Linked DNA regions of Mus musculus: regions 1 and 3 are each linked to region 2. Evidence: chromatin contacts called from public HiChIP or PLAC-seq and promoter capture Hi-C data. All regions are on one chromosome and are shown on one strand. The core of a region is the stretch at or near the end of the contact, and the rest is flanking DNA. Distances in the headings are between cores, read along the strand shown. Region 1 holds the start of Rassf2 (Ras association (RalGDS/AF-6) domain family member 2). Region 2 holds the start of Slc23a2 (solute carrier family 23 (nucleobase transporters), member 2). Region 3 overlaps Slc23a2 (solute carrier family 23 (nucleobase transporters), member 2).

What was found. HiChIP or PLAC-seq counts read pairs in DNA pulled down with a chosen protein or histone mark. Capture Hi-C pulls out chosen DNA fragments and counts their contacts.
Region 1: a promoter capture Hi-C map of liver shows a contact between it and region 2. The contact joins the promoter of Rassf2 here to the promoter of Slc23a2 in region 2. A contact is called at or near these places in 8 of 39 promoter capture datasets (the C10 cell line, the HPC-7 cell line, cranial neural crest and 3 more), 3 of 484 Hi-C or Micro-C datasets (all in embryonic stem cells), 16 of 115 datasets of contacts at active chromatin or transcription factors (the SCID.adh cell line, a beta-TC-6 cell line, effector CD8 T cells and 8 more) and 2 of 9 other capture datasets (adipose tissue and liver).
Region 3: an H3K4me3 HiChIP or PLAC-seq map of the 230-238 cell line shows a contact between it and region 2, with 14 read pairs. The contact joins the enhancer-like site here to the promoter of Slc23a2 in region 2. A contact is called at or near these places in 2 of 484 Hi-C or Micro-C datasets (common lymphoid progenitors and rod photoreceptor), 3 of 115 datasets of contacts at active chromatin or transcription factors (the 230-238 cell line and embryonic stem cells) and 3 of 9 other capture datasets (adipose tissue, liver and pancreatic islet).

The regions. Positions count from the first base shown.
Region 1 is chr2:132,028,697-132,031,551 of GRCm38.p6, forward strand. It overlaps Rassf2 (Ras association (RalGDS/AF-6) domain family member 2), which reads right to left and starts at 1,292. Exons shown (of 11, transcript NM_175445.4): 1 at 1,055-1,292. Gm31179 (a long non-coding RNA gene) reads left to right here and starts at 1,755. Exons shown (of 3, transcript XR_374996.3): 1 at 1,755-2,355.
Region 2 is chr2:132,143,346-132,146,474 of GRCm38.p6, forward strand. Slc23a2 (solute carrier family 23 (nucleobase transporters), member 2) reads right to left here and starts at 1,763. Exons shown (of 16, transcript NM_018824.2): 1 at 1,667-1,763. It overlaps Gm14051 (a long non-coding RNA gene), which reads left to right and starts at 234. Exons shown (of 3, transcript XR_866753.3): 1 at 234-1,240.
Region 3 is chr2:132,063,151-132,066,034 of GRCm38.p6, forward strand. Slc23a2 (solute carrier family 23 (nucleobase transporters), member 2) reads right to left here. Exons shown (of 16, transcript NM_018824.2): 12 at 2,214-2,319. Among named protein-coding and RNA genes, the nearest start is that of Gm31179, 34 kb to the left of the region's middle. Within about 2 kb of position 1,526, at least 56 of the 459 cell types and tissues checked have an H3K27ac peak or open chromatin away from gene starts, as enhancers often do. A contact at or near this core is called in the 230-238 cell line, pancreatic islet and rod photoreceptor, where this site is marked.

The DNA of each region.
Region 1 (2,855 bases), core at 42-2,541, 120 kb before region 2:
GGTTCCTCATTTACGTGCTCTTCAAAGATATCCCCTGGCTGAATCTGCCGGCTATCTTTTGAGAACCGTGACCCTAATTTTTTTCTTCCCACTGTCCCAGGGCCATTTACCGCAGGGACAGAGCCGGCTCTGACAAATTGTCATTTGTCCACCGCTTCCTCTTACAGGAATCCTCCACTTGCTTACCGTAACCCCTGGCCTCTGCTCTCAGGAAGAATCGTTTCTAATGCCCTGGTTTTCCAGACTCTTGGGACTAAAGCGCGCGCAGCATTGAGAAGCCTCGTGCTGAGCTTGCCACTGAAGCACAGTGGCTATCTGTCCAGTGGCTGTTCCAAATCTGCCCCTGTCGGGACTCCACCATTCTGCTGCCTCCCAGGGCGCACTCGGAGATAAAGCTGGGTGCAGAGTAAGCGCTCTAATACACGAGTGGCCAGGCCGTCTTTTGAAAGCACCTGCCTAGCTCGGTCTCCAGCGACCTCAGGCACAAGCTCCGGAAGGGACAAGAAACCCGGGAGGGGGAAGTGCGCCGAGCACCGCGCGCTCTTAAACTCTGAAACCCAAAGGGAACTGGGTTCGCCGCGGGTTGGAGATGTGGTCCCCGCCCGGGGAGCCAGAGTGCGCACAACAGTCCGACCCTCCCCTAAGCTCTACAGGCCTGCACCTGCTATCTCGCTTCACCTCTCCAGGGAGTTCGGGGACACCCTGCTCTGGGGATGGGGGCAATTTCCTGCCACTGCACTTAGTGTCGACCTCAGAAAAGATCTTAAGGGGTCAGAGCCGCAGCATGAGCTCCAGGCCACAACTTTCTACCCGGGGAAAAGGAGTGGGCTGGGGCGCCCGCCTGCGCTGCTTCTGGGGCAGCCCGCATATCTAAGCCCACCTTGTGGCTTGGGTGGCAAAAGGGGACAGGGAAGAGTCAGGGACCGGACCAGGCTGGCCACGGGCCACTGAGGGAAAACTTTGAGCTGGGTAGAGGGAAAGAGGACCACCAGCACCTTGCGCCCGCATCCTGTGCCAGTACCCGGCTCTTCGAGCCCCGCGCCCTGTGTCTTGCCTGTCTCCCGGACCATCTGCATCCGCTCTCGCCGCAGGGGTTGGAAAGTGGGGGCGCCGCTGCGGGGGTGGGGGTGCTCCAGCGTGCTTGGCCAGTGATCCGCGGGACCCGCTCGCTTGGGCCGGCCTGGGCGGCGACAGTGCGGTTGAGGGCGGGCGCCCCGCCCACCTGGCCCCTCCGCCCCGCCTCCCCGAGCTCTGCCTTTATCTGCCGATCCTTGACCAACCCACCCGCCACCCTGCAGTTCTCTCCCCACCCCTCTTCTCTTGCCTTTCTTTCCCTTCTCCCCCTCCCTCCCCTCTAGGGGGCGGAGCTTCTCCCCTCCCTTCAAGACAGACAATGCTGTGGCTTCGCGTCGCCTCCTCCCTTCATCTCTACCCCCCCCCTCCCCGCGTACCCCCACCCCACCTCGCGCGGGCTGCCAGCGTTTCTTCTCAGCAGGCCAGAGTGCATGAGGAGGAGGAGGCGGAGAGCGTGGGTGGAGGGAATAAGGTGCTGCCTCTCACCCCATCGCGCCTGCCCTCTCCAAGCCACGCCGAGATTTAGCCCAAGCTCTTCAGTTCGCCTGGCTCTGTGACAGTCACTCCCAGGGAGCAGCCCGCCTAGAGAATGCAGATTTCCTAGCAGAGGATGTGCAGTTGGTGGAGTTGGGTGGTGGTTCTTTCTAACACCCGGGTTTGTTCCCAAAAGGGTTTGAGTTGCCAAAGGGCTAAGTGGGCCCCTTCGACTCGGCAGGCCGGCAGACGTGACGGCAATGTGAAGGAAGTCAAGTTTCTTTGTCCATTCCTCACCTCCTCCTCCTCTCCATCCTTAGACCTCCGAGGAACTCTAGTGTATAGGAGGGAGCACCCAGCTACGGATTCTATACCCTCTAACCATAATTCTTCGTTTACATATGCCCGACCTTGCAGTTGGTCCCCAAACCAAAGGGGAAGGGAATCTAACGGTTAAAGAAAGGGCAGCCAAGCCTCCAAAGTGCATCCCATCTGCCTGGAAGCCAGATATTCTCTTTTAAACTCATTGTTTGGATCTTGGAATGTGTCTCCCATAGAAACAATGTTATAAACGGCTATCCGTTCCCAGACCAGCCAGCCTCAAATGTGCGGAGGCCAAAGCGCAGCTGCGGGGTGGTGCTGGAAATGTCCCACAACACTGAACAAGAAGGCTACTGATCGGCTTTTTCTACTGTGAAAGGGGAGGGGGGTGTTAGGGAGATAAATGCATCTAGTTCTTTCCCCTTGAGCTATAAACACAAACCGGGTCCATTAATTTCTTTCACTGGAGCCATTACTGTGTTTCAGGTAAGCTGCTTTCCTTCGCAGCCTTTCTCAAGCTAGATTTGCAGGGTGAGCTGAGGAACTCTCCAGGAAACCTTCTCCAAGGGAATCTTTCTTCTCTTCTAACCTGGCCTTCCGTGACCTCAGAAACAGGACAAAGGGCAGCCATGACTCCTAACAGCAGGGCTCTGGTTTTGCTATTGAAGAAGTCTGTGAGATGCTGCTAGAATTCTTCAGTTCTAGCCCAGCCTCTCAGGAGAGCCGCTCCCTGGCTCCCCTGGCTCGCGTTGAGTCAAATGGTCATCTTATAACCAATCATCTGGCTTCCTGCCAATGAGGGTACACTCCTAATGCCCGAAATACTGGTCCTTGACCCTGTTAAATCCAAACCGGGCAAGGCCTGATGACGTGCACACATAATTGCTCAGGAGGCTGAGACAAGAAGAGTGTGAATTTGAGACTATTCCGTGCACATAGTGAGACCTTTAAAAAGCACCTCCGTGAATACAGTGAGTGGTAATCTG
Region 2 (3,129 bases), core at 513-3,012:
CAAGTTTCAGGTCAGCCAGGACAAAAAGAAAAAAAAAAAAAAATGCCACTCAAACACCCACTTTCTTTCCTCCCTTTTTTTTTTTTTTTTTTTAAGGTGGTGGTGGTCAAGACAAGGCTTCTCTGTGTAGCCCTGGCTGCCCCGAAACTCACTCTGTAGAGCAGGCTGGCCTTGAACTCAGAAATCCTGCCTGTGACTCCTGAGTGCTGGGATTAAGGATTCGTGCCACCACCGCCGGGCAAACACCTACTTTCTTACAGAAATTACTTCCCACAAGAATAAAACAGTGGTGGGAGTCGGGGTGATGGAAATACTCTGGTATAAAAAGAAAGAATCAGTTAACAGTTGAGCAAAAGACATTGTCTAGAGAACAGATACCTCATGCCTCGCTGATGTCTGCCTGAGGATGCTCAGGGCCTCCTTTTAACTAACTACCAGGTGTGTCATGAGTGCTAACACGGTGGACAGCCTCAACTGCCCAAAGCTATTAACTTTTGGATGAGCTAAGCATAGAGAGTAGTTCTAAAGTGACCCTGATAAGGTCAACTATAACCCAGCAGAGAATCCTGAACTTCTAAGAGGTGAAGAAGGCCTCTCACAAACTTCACCAGAGTCAAACACCTTAAAGGAGCAGGCCAGCAAAGTCACACAAGATGAAAGGGCAGATGAGAGAAACGGAGCAGGTGAGGCCTCAGCCCAATAGCACTCAAACAAAAAACAGAAAAATTTCAGCCACCTAGCCTAGCCTTCAGAAAGGAGAAAACTGCCTAAGGGAAGTCACATGGCCAGTTAATGACAGCTCAAACCAGGCTGTCTCAGGACTCAGATACCAGATCCTCACATCCCTGGCCGCCTTAGTTCAGAGGACCCAAGCGTCAGAAGGGATAGCATCTTCGCCATCATCCGGTCTCCCAGCACCGCAAAAAGCAGACTAACAGCTACTACAAATGCCCCAACCCCAAGTAGCCTTCAAAAAGCTAACTTTCTTCCCTGTGCACTTGCCCTCACCCCTTGCGCTGAAAATCAGGAGTTTCCCATCAGACCCGCTTAAAGCCCCTCATCCGGAATGAAGGCCGAGTTCCCATAGGCTACACATCTAATGGGACATCTCCGGCCAAACGATGAAGACAATTCTTCACCTTCAAGTTATCACACTCCAATGTCAATTTCTCGGTCAAGAGCGCAGGCAACAAGGCGACCCCGGACCCCTGCGGGGCAGGCCAGCGTGAAAGGTCGCAAGGTTGGTGCAGCGGCATCTAAAATTACTCCGTGTCGCCTTCCGCAAAGAGGGAAGGAAGCCAGACTGGAAACAGCACCGCCATCCCCCGCCCCTCGGGCTGACCCTGAATCCCCGGGCGCGGGGATGCGGGGCGCACCACCTGGGGAGGGGCGCGCAGCAAGCCACGCAGCACGGCGAGCCCACGGTGGCTGTCCCGGGGGCACCCGGCGGGGCGGCAGTGAGCGCCGGGGACGCACGGCCTGACACTGCAGCCGGGGCCGCCGGGCCGCGCGAGCCGGCGTGGGGGCGCAGGCCGCGCCGCGGGTGGGTGACAGCGCGCGGGGGCCGCGCGGGCCGGCCTCGTGGGCTCGGCGAGCAACCGGGGCTGCCGGCAGGTGCTGCCGCGGACCCGGCGTGGGGCGTGGGGCGCGGCGGCCCGGCTCTCACCTGCCTGCAGCTCGCTGGGCTCGCGTCCCGCCGATCGCACCGCTCGCGCCGCAGTGCCTGCCGCCGCCTTGGGTCCCCGCGGCAGCCGCCTGCAAAATGGCGCCGCGGAGGGGCGGGCCGGGGGCGGGAGCCGCGCAGCCGCCCGCCCCGCGCGCCGGCCCCTCCCCGCCCGACCCCCGGCTCCGCCCGCGCGCCCCGGGGCGCCGAGCCGCAGACCCTTCCCCACACACCTGCTCCGGGGGGGCCGCCTAGGATGCTCGACGCTCGCAGGCTCTCCCCTTCAGAGCCTCCTTTCTACCCTGCAGGACCCCAAGCCCTGCAGTAGCTGTGGGGTGACAGCGAGAGGGGTGCAGTGTACCCGGCTCAGTGGGTAACCCGCTTTAAAGCAATTTCGCGGCGTATCCAATTGGGCCGTCAGGCTTCCGAACTCGCTGGGGAAAGAGAGCCTCCTTGCTTATGCTGACGCGGGAGAAGACACACCAGGCTTGATTTCTCTGGGGCGTGTGTTCTGATAGAGCGGGTTTGGGGGCAACCTGCTATTCTGTATTTCTCAAGTGTACCCCCCAAGGAATGCCTGCTGGATGGGCACTTAGGCTGTGAGTCAAAAGGCCGCGTGTCAATAAACACATAGCACTTAGGCCGGGCAGTCTTGCCCAGGGGGGCATCATTAAAACTGGGTACCACCCCCAGCGGTGCTGAAACTGAAGTGTGGCTTCGAAATTTGCATTTCCAGGAAGTTTCTAGGTGATGCTGCAGGCGGTGGTCTAAGATACTAACTTGTAACTAAACCACGTTCTTACCTCCACCAAAACAAACAAAACCCTAATAATTAGCTCTCTCTTCTGTCTTCCATCTTGAAACCACTGTCTTGGTTGTTTTTCTAACCCAGTAATTCCTTTCATCCCCAAGCAACTCCGGAGAGCCATAAAGAATGGTCGACCACAGCTGACCTCATCTTTAAAAACAAAAAGCAGATTTTATTCCTGAATTGTTTATGTTTGGCAGTCTTGAGGACTGGTAGCACACTGATCAATAGAGGCATGCCGTAACCAGCAAAGACGGGCATTTTATAAAGTAGGCTAGTGCGGACGAGCTGAGAGAATCAATATATAATTCTCTAAGTCTCACACTAAAATAAAACCAGTGAGGCTTAGTGGTGCACACCTGTAATCCCGGCATTTTGCAGGCAGAGGCAGGAAGACGATGAATTTGAAGTCAGCCTGGGCTACTTAGACTCCTGTCTCAAAAAAAAAAAAAAAAAAAAAAAAAACCCTAAAAAACAGTAAGTTGAATTGTAAAATCCAGCATACCCTGGAAGACCATAGGTTAGTATTTCATCTTCACTGAAGATGAAGAAAAGAGATGATTCTGTAACCAGCACCAGAGAAGCACACAACTCTTTCTATGCCAGAGTTTCCAGCCACCCTTAAAAACATAATGTGTGTGTTCTGCTCCACAATATG
Region 3 (2,884 bases), core at 276-2,775, 80 kb before region 2:
TGACCTGCTGTGACCGTGATGAGAAAAAGGATGAAACAACATCCTGCTTGTGTTCTGTTGTCCTCTCTGTGGGGCACATGGCCCACACTTAGGAAGGTAGCTCATCTCTGATGAGAAGGTTATTTCCGAGTCAAGGAACGAAGTAACTGGATAAAAGCTGGAACAGCAGAGCTGCCATAAAATGCAGGCAGATCGGTGGAGGACAGACTAGCCTCCTTTCAAACCATGTCTGGTTCACTGGCTCAGCCCTGTCTGTCCAGAAGATTGCTACAGTGGACATGTTTTCTGAATGTGCTGTTGTCTACTAGTATATGACTGAGCCAGTCATTGTGACTGGGTAAGGGAAACTGTAACACTAACTTATTTAAGTGAACACCGCTACATGAAGCTACTGGCCATCATATTAGACAGTGTGGATCTAGACCTGGAACTGTAGGCCGTAGAAGCTGTGCCTTACTCATAAAGGTTGTTTGTCCCATGCCATTTAGCAGGATGAGAGGTCTAATATAGTGCAGAGCTCATACCCGCTTACCCCAAGCAGGGAGCCTTCCTAGCTAGCCACAGGGCTAGGGTCACATAGATATTTCTGCTCCAAGCCCCACCTCCCTGCTCTAAGGCAGATGTAGACTAGGGACTTGACTGTGAGTGTCTTGAATGGATACAGCTTCTGCCTGGAGAAATAAGGGATTCGAGCAATATAAATGATGGGGCTGAAGAGCTAGCTCAGTGGTTAAGAGCTCATCCTGTTCTTCCAGCACCCATGCTTGATGACTCACAGCTGCCTAGGGCTCTGCACCCAGGGGCGCTGGGGCTGCCTTCTGGCCTCCTGGGAATTGCACTGCATGACAAAGTCAGTGCTGTTGGGTGCCACTTCAGTAAGGCTGTACCATTCAAGGATCAGTCACCCCCTGAGCCACCACGGTCATGTTGTCAAGGGTATTTGTTTCCTTTCAGTGACCTTAGCTGTTCTGTGGCCTCTATAAGGATACAGAAGGATGGTGCTTGTTAAACAAAAGGCCCTCTCAGCAATTTTACAACCTGCCTATTTATAACTACTTATCTGCCCATAGGCTTATGGGAGAAGAGAGGCTCAGGGGTGGCTGGTTAATCCACACGGTGCCCATTCGACCGTACCTTCAGCTCCCCAGGCTCCACATCTGCTGCCTTTCGTAGGCAGCACTTGGGACTCCAGCAATGGCACTGAAGGAAGTACCTATAAAGTCTCCCTCCCTCCGAGCCATGTGCTGGGAGCAATGGGCAGCAGATGGTGCCATCGGTACACGTGAAGTTGAGCTTACGTCAGCCCTGCCTCTTATGGGAAGATCAACAAACAAGTCAGGTGTGCTTCCTGCATCTGGATGCTGCTCCCTCTCACCCGGATTTGTAATCAAGATGAACCAAACAGTACTGGGTTTCTTTTTATCTGGTTATAGAATCCTGCAGGGAGCTAGAGGTCAAACAGGTCTGGAAGGCTTCCGGATTGGCTGCCCCGGTAAGGAGACTTATGACTCATGCAACCCATAAAGAAAGGGGAGCCAATCTTAACAGTCTTTAGTTACACAACATCCAATGGCTGCTGGGCCAACCAGTACTCCACAACATCCTGGCAAGCAGCACTATTTGGCTGGACATGAAGTTTAATTGTGCATAATAAAGCTGACAGGTATAGAAGTAAGGCTTGGGGGCGGGGCAGCTGTAGGTTTAATGTCAGTAACTAGGGTCTGGTAGAGGGCTTGTAGGGTCAGATGAGTTTAGGAGTCAGGCCCAGGATCTGCTTCACTGTGACTCCACAGATTTCGTTGAAAAGGGATTCTGTCCCAGAAGTCAGAGACGTTATTTAATGTGACAGATGGTTTTCTGTAGTAACAGGCATCTCTCATCCAACATGCTCTGTTGAATTCTGGGGTCTTCCCTCATTCAGATGTAAACTCCAACTTTCTTTTTCATCATGCACCACCCACCCAAGCGCCTAAAACAGAGGCCTGACGCAGGCACAAGTTTAATCAATGTCTGAGACTGCAGGACACCACAGCTATACCCAGATGCCTGCTACTCCGATGGCCCAGAGAGGAGAGGTCTCCTAGCTGACACTCCAAACTCATCCAAGGGGAAAAGGAGATGGGGAAGGAAGATAATCACAAGGGAAGGGTCAGGTCAGACCTGTCATTGAAATAGACAGATGCTCAGCCATTTAATTAGGAAAACATTTATACCTTTGTAATTCCCAAAACTCCAATATTGGGACTGGAGGAGGTAGAGCCATTCCCGGTACCAAATATGCCATCAAGAACACAGGAAAGACCCTCCACGAAAATACCCCTAAAAGTATAAAAAAAAAGGGGGGGGAGAAAGAGAAACCGTCATTCCTGGGGAAACACTGCAACCAGCTCTTAATGTTTGAAACGTACAAGAATTATGCCCCCTTGGGAGGGGCGGGGTGCTAACCAGTGGCAGTTGCAGGATCTCAGGTCCCTTCCCTGATGGGCTGAGGACAACTCCCCATATGCCCAGCAACTCTAAGAAGGCTAGCTCCACACTGCCCATTAGACACAAATACTTTAAAATAATTTCAAATGAAACCAAAGAACTACTGAATCTAAAAGAAGCATCGGCTGTGCTTTGAAGTAAGACACATCAGTTTGATTCTTTGCTATTAAGATAGTTTCATTAGGAAAAACTGCTTTGTAACTACTGAAAAAAATTTTTTGTTTTGAAACTTTTAAATGAGCAGTCTCCTCACATGTAGCAGTTTTATTTGAGAGAACTGTGAAAAGCCTTACAGAGCCCCTGCCCACACTGGGTACAAGTCATGCTGACTTGTGTTGGAGGGGCAACGACAGGGAGGGGTGCCTTGTGCTCCTTTCTCTGTACCTTCCTTACGGTC